2 separate regions of the Zea mays genome follow, and region 2 is linked to region 1. A link is a contact called in public Hi-C data. All regions are on one chromosome and are shown on one strand. The core of a region is the stretch at or near the end of the contact, and the rest is flanking DNA. Distances in the headings are between cores, read along the strand shown.

What was found. A called contact is a pair of places that touch in the nucleus more often than the background predicts.
Region 2: a contact with region 1 is called in a Hi-C map of tassel, with 5 times the contacts expected there. The contact joins the promoter of LOC100278630 here to the enhancer-like site in region 1. A contact is called at or near these places in 4 of 25 Hi-C or Micro-C datasets (ear, leaf and tassel).

What each region holds. Positions count from the first base shown.
Region 1 is chr4:193,745,217-193,749,525 of Zm-B73-REFERENCE-NAM-5.0, forward strand. No RefSeq gene overlaps it. Among protein-coding and RNA genes, the nearest start is that of LOC109945603, 78 kb to the right of the region's middle. Within about 2 kb of position 1,980, at least 16 of the 20 cell types and tissues checked have an H3K27ac peak or open chromatin away from gene starts, as enhancers often do. A contact at or near this core is called in ear, leaf and tassel, where this site is marked.
Region 2 is chr4:193,875,180-193,879,161 of Zm-B73-REFERENCE-NAM-5.0, forward strand. It overlaps LOC100278630 (Pollen Ole e 1 allergen and extensin family protein), which reads right to left and starts at 2,679. Exons shown (of 2, transcript NM_001151844.1): 1 at 2,328-2,679; 2 at 1,422-2,225. The coding sequence starts at 2,520. The coding sequence ends at 1,561.

The DNA of each region.
Region 1 (4,309 bases), core at 730-3,229:
CTCACATCTCTTGGTTTTTGAAGCCCGACGCCTCCAACATGAAGCTGATCTGCAAGTCAATATGGGTATGTCCGCTCACTATGCAGGTCGCGGCGGTGGACGACGCGGTCGCGGGCGCGGTGGTGCACCTGGAGGCACGTACTCTCGTGGTGCAACTCGTGGCCGAGCTGGTATGCCGTCTCGTGGTGGCACATGGTCACCGCGTGGTGGTGGCCGTGGTCGGGGCAATCGACCCCAATGTCAAATCTGCGACAAATTCGGCCATACTGCCATCAACTGTTGGCATCGTATGGACGAGAACTATCAAGATGATCCTTCGACCATGGCCCTTGCTGCTACCTCTTCATCCAAGGTTGATCCAAGCTGGTACAACGACACCGGCGCAACAGATCACATCACAAGTGATCTAGATCGTCTCGCGCTTCGCGAGCAATACCATGGCGGCGACTCCGTTCAAGTCGGCAATGGCGCAGGTTTGCAAATTTTGAATACTGGTTCTTGTTCTATTAGTACTAATACTCGCCCGCTTGCTCTAAATAATGTCCTTCATGTCCCTAAAATTGCAAAACATCTTTTATCTGTTCACAAATTATCAAAGGATAATAATGTATTCTTTGAATTTCATCCTTCGTATTTTCTTATTAAGGATCGAGCCACCCAGGCACTACTCCTGGAAGGCAAGTGTGAAGGCGGCCTTTATCCCATTAAGCCTTCCGATGTTGAGTCCCTTCATCAAGCTTTCGTCAGCTACTCGGCGCGCCCTCAACAATGGCACGCTCGTTTTGGTCATCCCTCACCGCAAGTAGTGTGTTCTATTTTACGTTTGAATAATTTGCCGTGTCTCAAAGACACTAGTTTGATCTCTATTTGTAATGCATGTCAGTTAGCCAAAAGTCATCAATTACCATATACTCATTCTATTCATCGCACTACTATGCCTCTTGAGCTAATTCATTCTGATGTTTGGGGTCCTGCTCCTATATCTGTTGGTGGTTTCCGCTACTATATTAGTTTTGTGGACGATTTTACTCGCTTCACTTGGATTTATCTTATGATTGATCGCACTGAGGCTCCTCGTTTTTTCCTTCAATTTAAAAATCATGTCGAACGTCTCCTTGATGGCAAAATAAAATATGTTCAATCTGATTGGGGTGGTGAATATCGTAAAATGCACAACCAATTCTTTACTAATCTTGGGATTGCTCATCATGTGTCCTGTCCACATACCCATCAACAAAACGGTACGGCCGAACGAAAACACCGTCACATTGTAGAAACCGGTCTTGCTTTATTGGCCCATGCCGAAATGCCTCAAAAATTTTGGGATGAAGCTTTTGTCACAGCCACCTATCTTATTAACCGTCTTCCTACTCGTGTCATCGACAATTTATGTCCTTTAGAACGACTTTTTAAAACTCCGCCAAATTATTCCATGCTTCGTATTTTTGGTTGTGCATGTTGGCCTCACCTCCGTCCATATAATAAACACAAGCTTGATTTTCGATCAAAACCTTGCATCTTTCTTGGATACAGCTCATTGCACAAAGGGTATAAGTGTCTCGATAAAGATTCTGGCCGTATATATATCTCACGAGATGTTACTTTTGACGAGTCTGTTTTTCCGTTCAAAAATCCTTCATCCAACTTTGAAAATCAGACGGGCAGTGGAAGTACTGATTTGAACAATAACTTGGTACAAAATTTGTTTCCTGCTAATTGCTATCGTGCAGATAATACTAGCATCTATCCAGGCGCGTCTACACCGGTTTTTGCGCAGGCGTCCGCTTCCCCACTGGTCCAAGCACCGCATGCAGGGGACAGCTGCATATCACCTGCCTCCACGATTCCTTCGATGCATGCAGGGGACACATGCATGGAGCAGGGGCGCCAGGCGTCCGCTTCTCCACTGGTCCAAGCACAGCATGCAGGGGACAGCTGCATGCCACCTGCGTCCGCTTCTCCACTAGTCCAAGCACCGCATGCAGGGGACAACTGCATGCCACCTGCGTCCGTTTCTCCACTGGTCCAAGCACCGCATGCAGGGGACAGCTGCATGCCAACTGCCTCCACGATTACTTCTGCTGCTACTGAAATTGAAGGTGCTGGCCATCCCTATGGTACACGTCTTCGAAACAATATCCAAAAGCCAAAAATTCGCACGGACGGCACGGTAACTTATTCTGTGACTCGTGTCTCTTCTGCTGAGCCATCTTCACATGTCACTGCTTTGACTCAACCTTTATGGAAACATGCCATGCAAGAAGAATTTGACGCTTTGCTTAAGAACAAAACATGGCACTTGGTACCTCCTCGTTCTGATTTGAATGTGATTGATTCCAAGTGGGTTTTCAAATTAAAATATAAAGCTGATGGTTCAATAGACCGCCATAAAGCTAGACTGGTTGCTAAAGGTTTTAAGCAGCAGTATGGTGTTGATTATGATGACACGTTCAACCCGGTTGTTAAACACACTACCATTCGGTTATTATTATCTCTAGTTGTATCTCGTGATTGGTCTCTTAGACAAATTGATATTCAGAATGCTTTTCTTCATAGTTTTCTTAATGAAGATGTGTATATGAAGCAACCCCCTGGTTTTGAAGACCCTAAAAATCCAGAGTTTCTTTGCAAGCTTGATAAGGCCCTATATGGACTTAAACAAGCTCCTCGTGCATGGTTCTCTCGTCTAAGTGGTACTCTTATCAAGCTGGGATTTCACGCATCTAAGGCTGATGTGTCATTATTTATTTTCAATCGTCCCGAAGTACAAATGTATATTCTCATATACGTGGATGATATTATTATTATCAGCTCATCTGCCTCAGCTACTGATAAGCTTCTGCAGCAGCTCCGCTCTGAATTTGCAGTCAAGGATCTTGGTGCCCTCAGTTATTTTCTCGGCATTGAGGTTCACAGAACTTCTCAGGGCCTTTTACTCACACAACGCAAGTACATCAATGATTTGTTGCTGCGCACCAACATGGAAACTTCTAATGGCGTCAACACACCCATGCTACCCGCGGATAAACTTTCTCTTCATGATGGTGAGCTACTATCTCCTGAAGACACCACAAGATTTCGGAGTGTTGTAGGTGCTCTACAATACTTATCCTTCACAAGACCGGATATATCTTATGCTGTTAATCGGGTGTGTCAATTTTTATCTGCGCCTACCACCTCTCACTGGGTTGCTGTGAAGAGGATTTTGCGTTATTTGAAGACTACACTGGATGTTGGTCTATGTTTTACTAAGACCACTTCTTCTCTATTGAGTGCATTTTCTGATGCTGATTGGGCTGGTGATATTGATGATCGCCGAAGCACGGGTGGCTTTGCTATTTTTTTTGGCGGCAACTTAATTTCGTGGTCTTCACGTAAACATTCCACTGTATCTCGCTCAAGTACAGAAGCTGAGTACAAAGAAGTTGCTAATACCACAGCTGAAATTATCTGGATTCAAGTTCTTCTAAGGGAACTTGGTATATCACAACCTAGACCTCCCAGTCTTTGGTGTGATAATATTGGCGCCACTTACCTAACTGCAAACCCTATATTTCATCGTTGCATGAAACATGTTGAAGTTGATTATCATTTTGTTCGAGAACGTGTGGCCTCTCAACAGCTAGAAGTTCGGATTATTTCTTCCAAAGATCAAGTTGCTGATATCATGACAAAGCCGTTACCAGGTCCGGCGTTCAGCAAAATTTGTACCAATCTGCACTTAACTTCGTGCCGTCCAGATTGAGGGGGGGTGTTAGGAATAGAAGATAAGGATGGCAGAGTTGTTTATCTCGCCTAGAATCTCGGCACTATTGTTGCCTTCTGTTGTATCCCATGCATGTAATCCTTTTCTATATAAAGAGACCTGGGCGTACCTGCGATGGTGCAGCTTTCCATTATCCTAACATGCTGGAGGACTTCCAGGACGGTGTGGAGGTCGCCGTCATGGCGTGCTCCGGCCAACACGAGTTCCACTCCGGCTGCATCGCAAATTGGCTGCGGCGAAGCAACACGTGCCCTATATGCCGCCACGCTCTGTAGATAGGCTCGTACGTGAGAGGGGATGTGTTGGGCACCAAATTGAGGTGCGGACAGTCCGGACTGTCCGCGCCTGTGGGCCGGACGGTCCGCGCACGCGCAGAATAGATTAGGGTTCCGAGTTTTTCGCTGTGTTTGTTGGCGAAAATCGTGGGATTTGCTCGGAGTTTTGTTGGTAAAGGGTCCAGCCCCCCTCCTCTATAAATAGAGAGGTCTACGGCCGATTTGTAATCATCAACCATCGAATCAATACAACTTCTATTCACATTTA
Region 2 (3,982 bases), core at 1,429-3,928, 130 kb after region 1:
TCAGAGGACGCCATTGTCAGCTGTAAATATTGGTGGCATATTAGGAAACAAATTATCCCTATTTTGAGTTGCACACACATTTCATGTTATTAGTGTGAATTAGTGAGATATTGAGGTTGATGATATATATGTTGTTCGTTTTCATGTGATCGTTATGCACTAACAGTTATCGAATAATTTATACGCCGTCGCAACGCACGGGCACATACCTAGTGTGTATATATATATATATATATATATATATATATATATATATATATATGTGTGTGTGTTCAACATCATGTATTTAAATATGGACATAAAAATCAAGTGCTAAAAGAAACACTATTTTGAAACGAAGGGAGTATCATTTTGCTGCACACGTGTCACACATGTCTTCTACGAAGTCATCTTCGACAACGCCGAAGCTTTGGTTTCCGTACCTTTGGCTTTGCTCACCTTCAGTGTTTTCATATGTTTCGATGTTTTTCGAAGAGCATCTTTCTTAGGCCCCTTGATTGACATCCTTGATCTGAAAAAAAAAACCATCTACACGTTGATTTCATCAATTTGGACAGTCAACGTAGACCAAGATCAGGATCCACATGCAGCAGCTTGTTAGTTGTTTGAGAGATCGAGCTATTTTTGAACATGGATATCTTGCTTTTGTTATATCAAGAATCTATACTCAACAATACGGGGTAACCCATCCAACGAGTCTTGGAGTTGATATTGCACTACTACTAGCTTTTGTTGCAGGTGTTTGGATGTTAGGAGAGTCAGTATGGCACATTTGTGTTAATTGTGGCTCAATCTTTGCACCGAAATTTCCATTCTGGTTATTCCAGCCATTAGAATTGGCTTCTGTCAGACGCTTCTTAGTAGCCTGCTCCAGAAAAACTGTTGCAAACGGACCTAAAGAAAAATTGTTCCAAACGGACCTAACGAAGATTCACTCTACCAGTGGTAATCCCATCATTAGCGGGAGGCTAAATCATCCCTTGCCAATTTATTATCCATAGAGGGAGCTTAATTAATTATCCATTGCGTTCTCGCTTTAATATTACTAGCAAAGTGTTTGTATATGTATTTTGTTGACTAAATAAGTGAGAATGTGAGTTTAAAGTCAACAACCATGATTCAAATCTTTATTTATATATAATTTTAGTTTTTTACCATTTAAATATGGGAGGGTGTTTTAAGTGGGTGCCCTCAGTTTTGGTGGTGTGCTCACTTATACCCTTAGTCGTGTTTTTTGCTCAGCTGTGTCCTTCCAGTGTTATAGAACAGAAGAGCACAGCTGAGCAAAAAAACACGACTAAGGGTATAAGTGAACACACCACCAAAACTGAGGGCACCAACTTAAAAAACCCGAGGGCGATGAGAGGTGAACGACAGGAGATAAAGGACGATGTAGAGCGACGATGGAAATTAGTGCTTTATATAGTGAATAGTTTCATTTTTGGTAGAGTAGAAAATTACAGCTCAGATTGACGAACAAGAAAATTACAGCTGACGGCAGTTCGTACGTACGTGCGTGTAAATGTAAAAGACAACACAGTACAGCTCCAAGTTTTTTTCTCAGGGATGATTCACGTTCACGGGGCGGCGATTCGTTGAAGCGGAGGCCGGCGGTACGCCAGGCACCCCCGGAGGAAGAACCGGCACCAGGGGTGGAAGAAGCTGGGGCGGCGGTGGCGGCGGCGGCGGCTTAACCAACGGCAACAACGGCGGTATTACCGACGACGGCGGTGGCTGTGGGACAAGCGGTGGCAGGACGGACGGCGGAGACGGGGTAGGCAGGAGCGGCGGCACGAGGGACGGCGGGGCTGGCGTGACCGGGTTGGGCGGGATGGGCACGCCGCCGACGTTGGGTGGCTCCGGCACGAGCGGGACCGGCGGGAAGAACAGGCCCTTGTTGCTGCAGAGCTCCGGGCGGACGGAGAAGGCGCCGGCGGAGAAGACGCGAGTGCCGCCGCCGTGGTCGTGCTTGTTGTGGTGGGCGACGAGGTGGAGCCCGCGAGCGGAGCTGGCGGTGGCGACGCACGGCGGCGACGCCTGCGGGAGGTGCACCGCCACCGAGCAGGACGTGACGGACCGGAGCTGGTGGCTGCTGCTGCTGCTTGAGCTGCTTGGCCCGTGCGCGAGGTGCACGCGGAACCTGCCGCTGCGGTCCGTCACGACGCCGTCCTTCCGGAACACCGTCCGGCCGTTCCCGTCGTGGCACCGGACCCCGACCAGGGTGCCTGAGACTGTGTTAGCTAGGTACACGGTCGAAGCAGGCAGGCACACAATCGAGGCCCAAAATAAACACCACGGTGGAAGCAGCACAATAGTTGCATGCGCACCTGAAGAAACGGCGGTGGTGGTAGCCTCGGAGCTGCCGGAGTGGACGACGACAACGGAGCCGACGACGACGTTGGCGGGCGCGGGTAGTAGTGGGCGTCCGTGCTTCCGGCCGCCGCCATGGTGGGTGGCTGAGTAGCAGTGCAAGCAAGAGAGCTGCACCAGAACAAGGAGCAACCAAGAAGCGCGGTTCATTGCAGCGGGCGCTATCTTCTCATGCGGCAGTGCTATAGCCTATAGGAGGCGCGCCGTTAGATTTATGCATGCATGGGGGCTTTTTTTTAAGCACGAGCATGGACTAAAAACAGGAGGCTATAACATAGTCCGGAACGAAATAATATGAGTTAGACTGGTATAGTCTAAAGGCAGGCCTAGGTCGGGTTTTCTAGCGCCCCTAGCATGACCCGCACGCAGTGGCGGACCTAGAATTTGACCATAGAGTATGCGATGCAAAAAATTATATATAATTCGGTAAAACAATATATAGTATGACGATAGATCCAGACGACGAACCTTCGAGAGACCGTGATTATATCTGACAATCTAATATATATACCATAGATGAGACATGAGAAGCGAACCTTCGATTTAGAGCAGGGTGGCGGCAGACTGCGACCCAACACTATGGCCAGGGCTCCGTTCTCTCCGATCAAGATTAGATTAGAAAAATGAAACGTCCATGCCACTAGGAAACTGAAACGGCGGTGGACTGCAGTCTACCGGGCACTACGAGTCAGAAAAATGAAACATCCAATGCACTATATTGCCGCTCGTGCCGCATCTTAATCGCCTAATGGGCCTCCTATCATGACGCCATACTGTCTAATGCACTATTTTTTTTTCCTTTTAGTTTTTACATATACAGTATATATATACTCGCTGGTTTTACAGGGTATGCCGGTGCATACCCGGCATACCCTGTAGGTCTGCCACTGCCCGCACGCGTGGGGCGGGTTTAGGCCAACACGGTCCAATTAAACCAATATTATTTATTTTTTTTAATTTTTAAGTTATAGACTTTATATGATTGTAATATTTGAATTTTATTTTGTCAAATGATACTCACATTATTTAATATATTTAGTTTAGTACGATATGTACTTTATATGGTTAATATTTGAATTTTGTATGGTTCAAACATATGGGTCGGATTTGGGTCGACATGGTCCAATAAAGACACGGCGTGTTTTAGAAACGAATAGACCGTTGTTTCTACTCTTTGAGCTAGCACGATATGACCTAAAATTTTTTTTTGAACCTTTTAGATCTAAACCCGTTTAATCCCAAATACAATGAGCTTGCGACGGACCGGCCCGATCCTACCCAATTCTCAGCACTAGTGCTGGTTAGGACTTGAAGAGAAGCAGAGGAGATGTCGGTTTCTCGTGTGAATGGACGTAGGCGAAGAAGACATCGTCGGATTTGCGGCGAATGGTCCAGGAATGAATGAACTTGTTCGGATTTGCCGTCTCTATCAGTGCATGTGCATATTCTGCGTACTACGTTCGTTGTCTTCAACATAGTGAATTTCAATTTACTGTACTTCTCCGTTCCTTTTTATTTGTCACCGTTTTAGTTGAAAAATAAACTAACGAATCTTTTTTATTTATCATGTTTTATTAGTTGAAAAATAAACTGAGAACGAAGGTATTACATG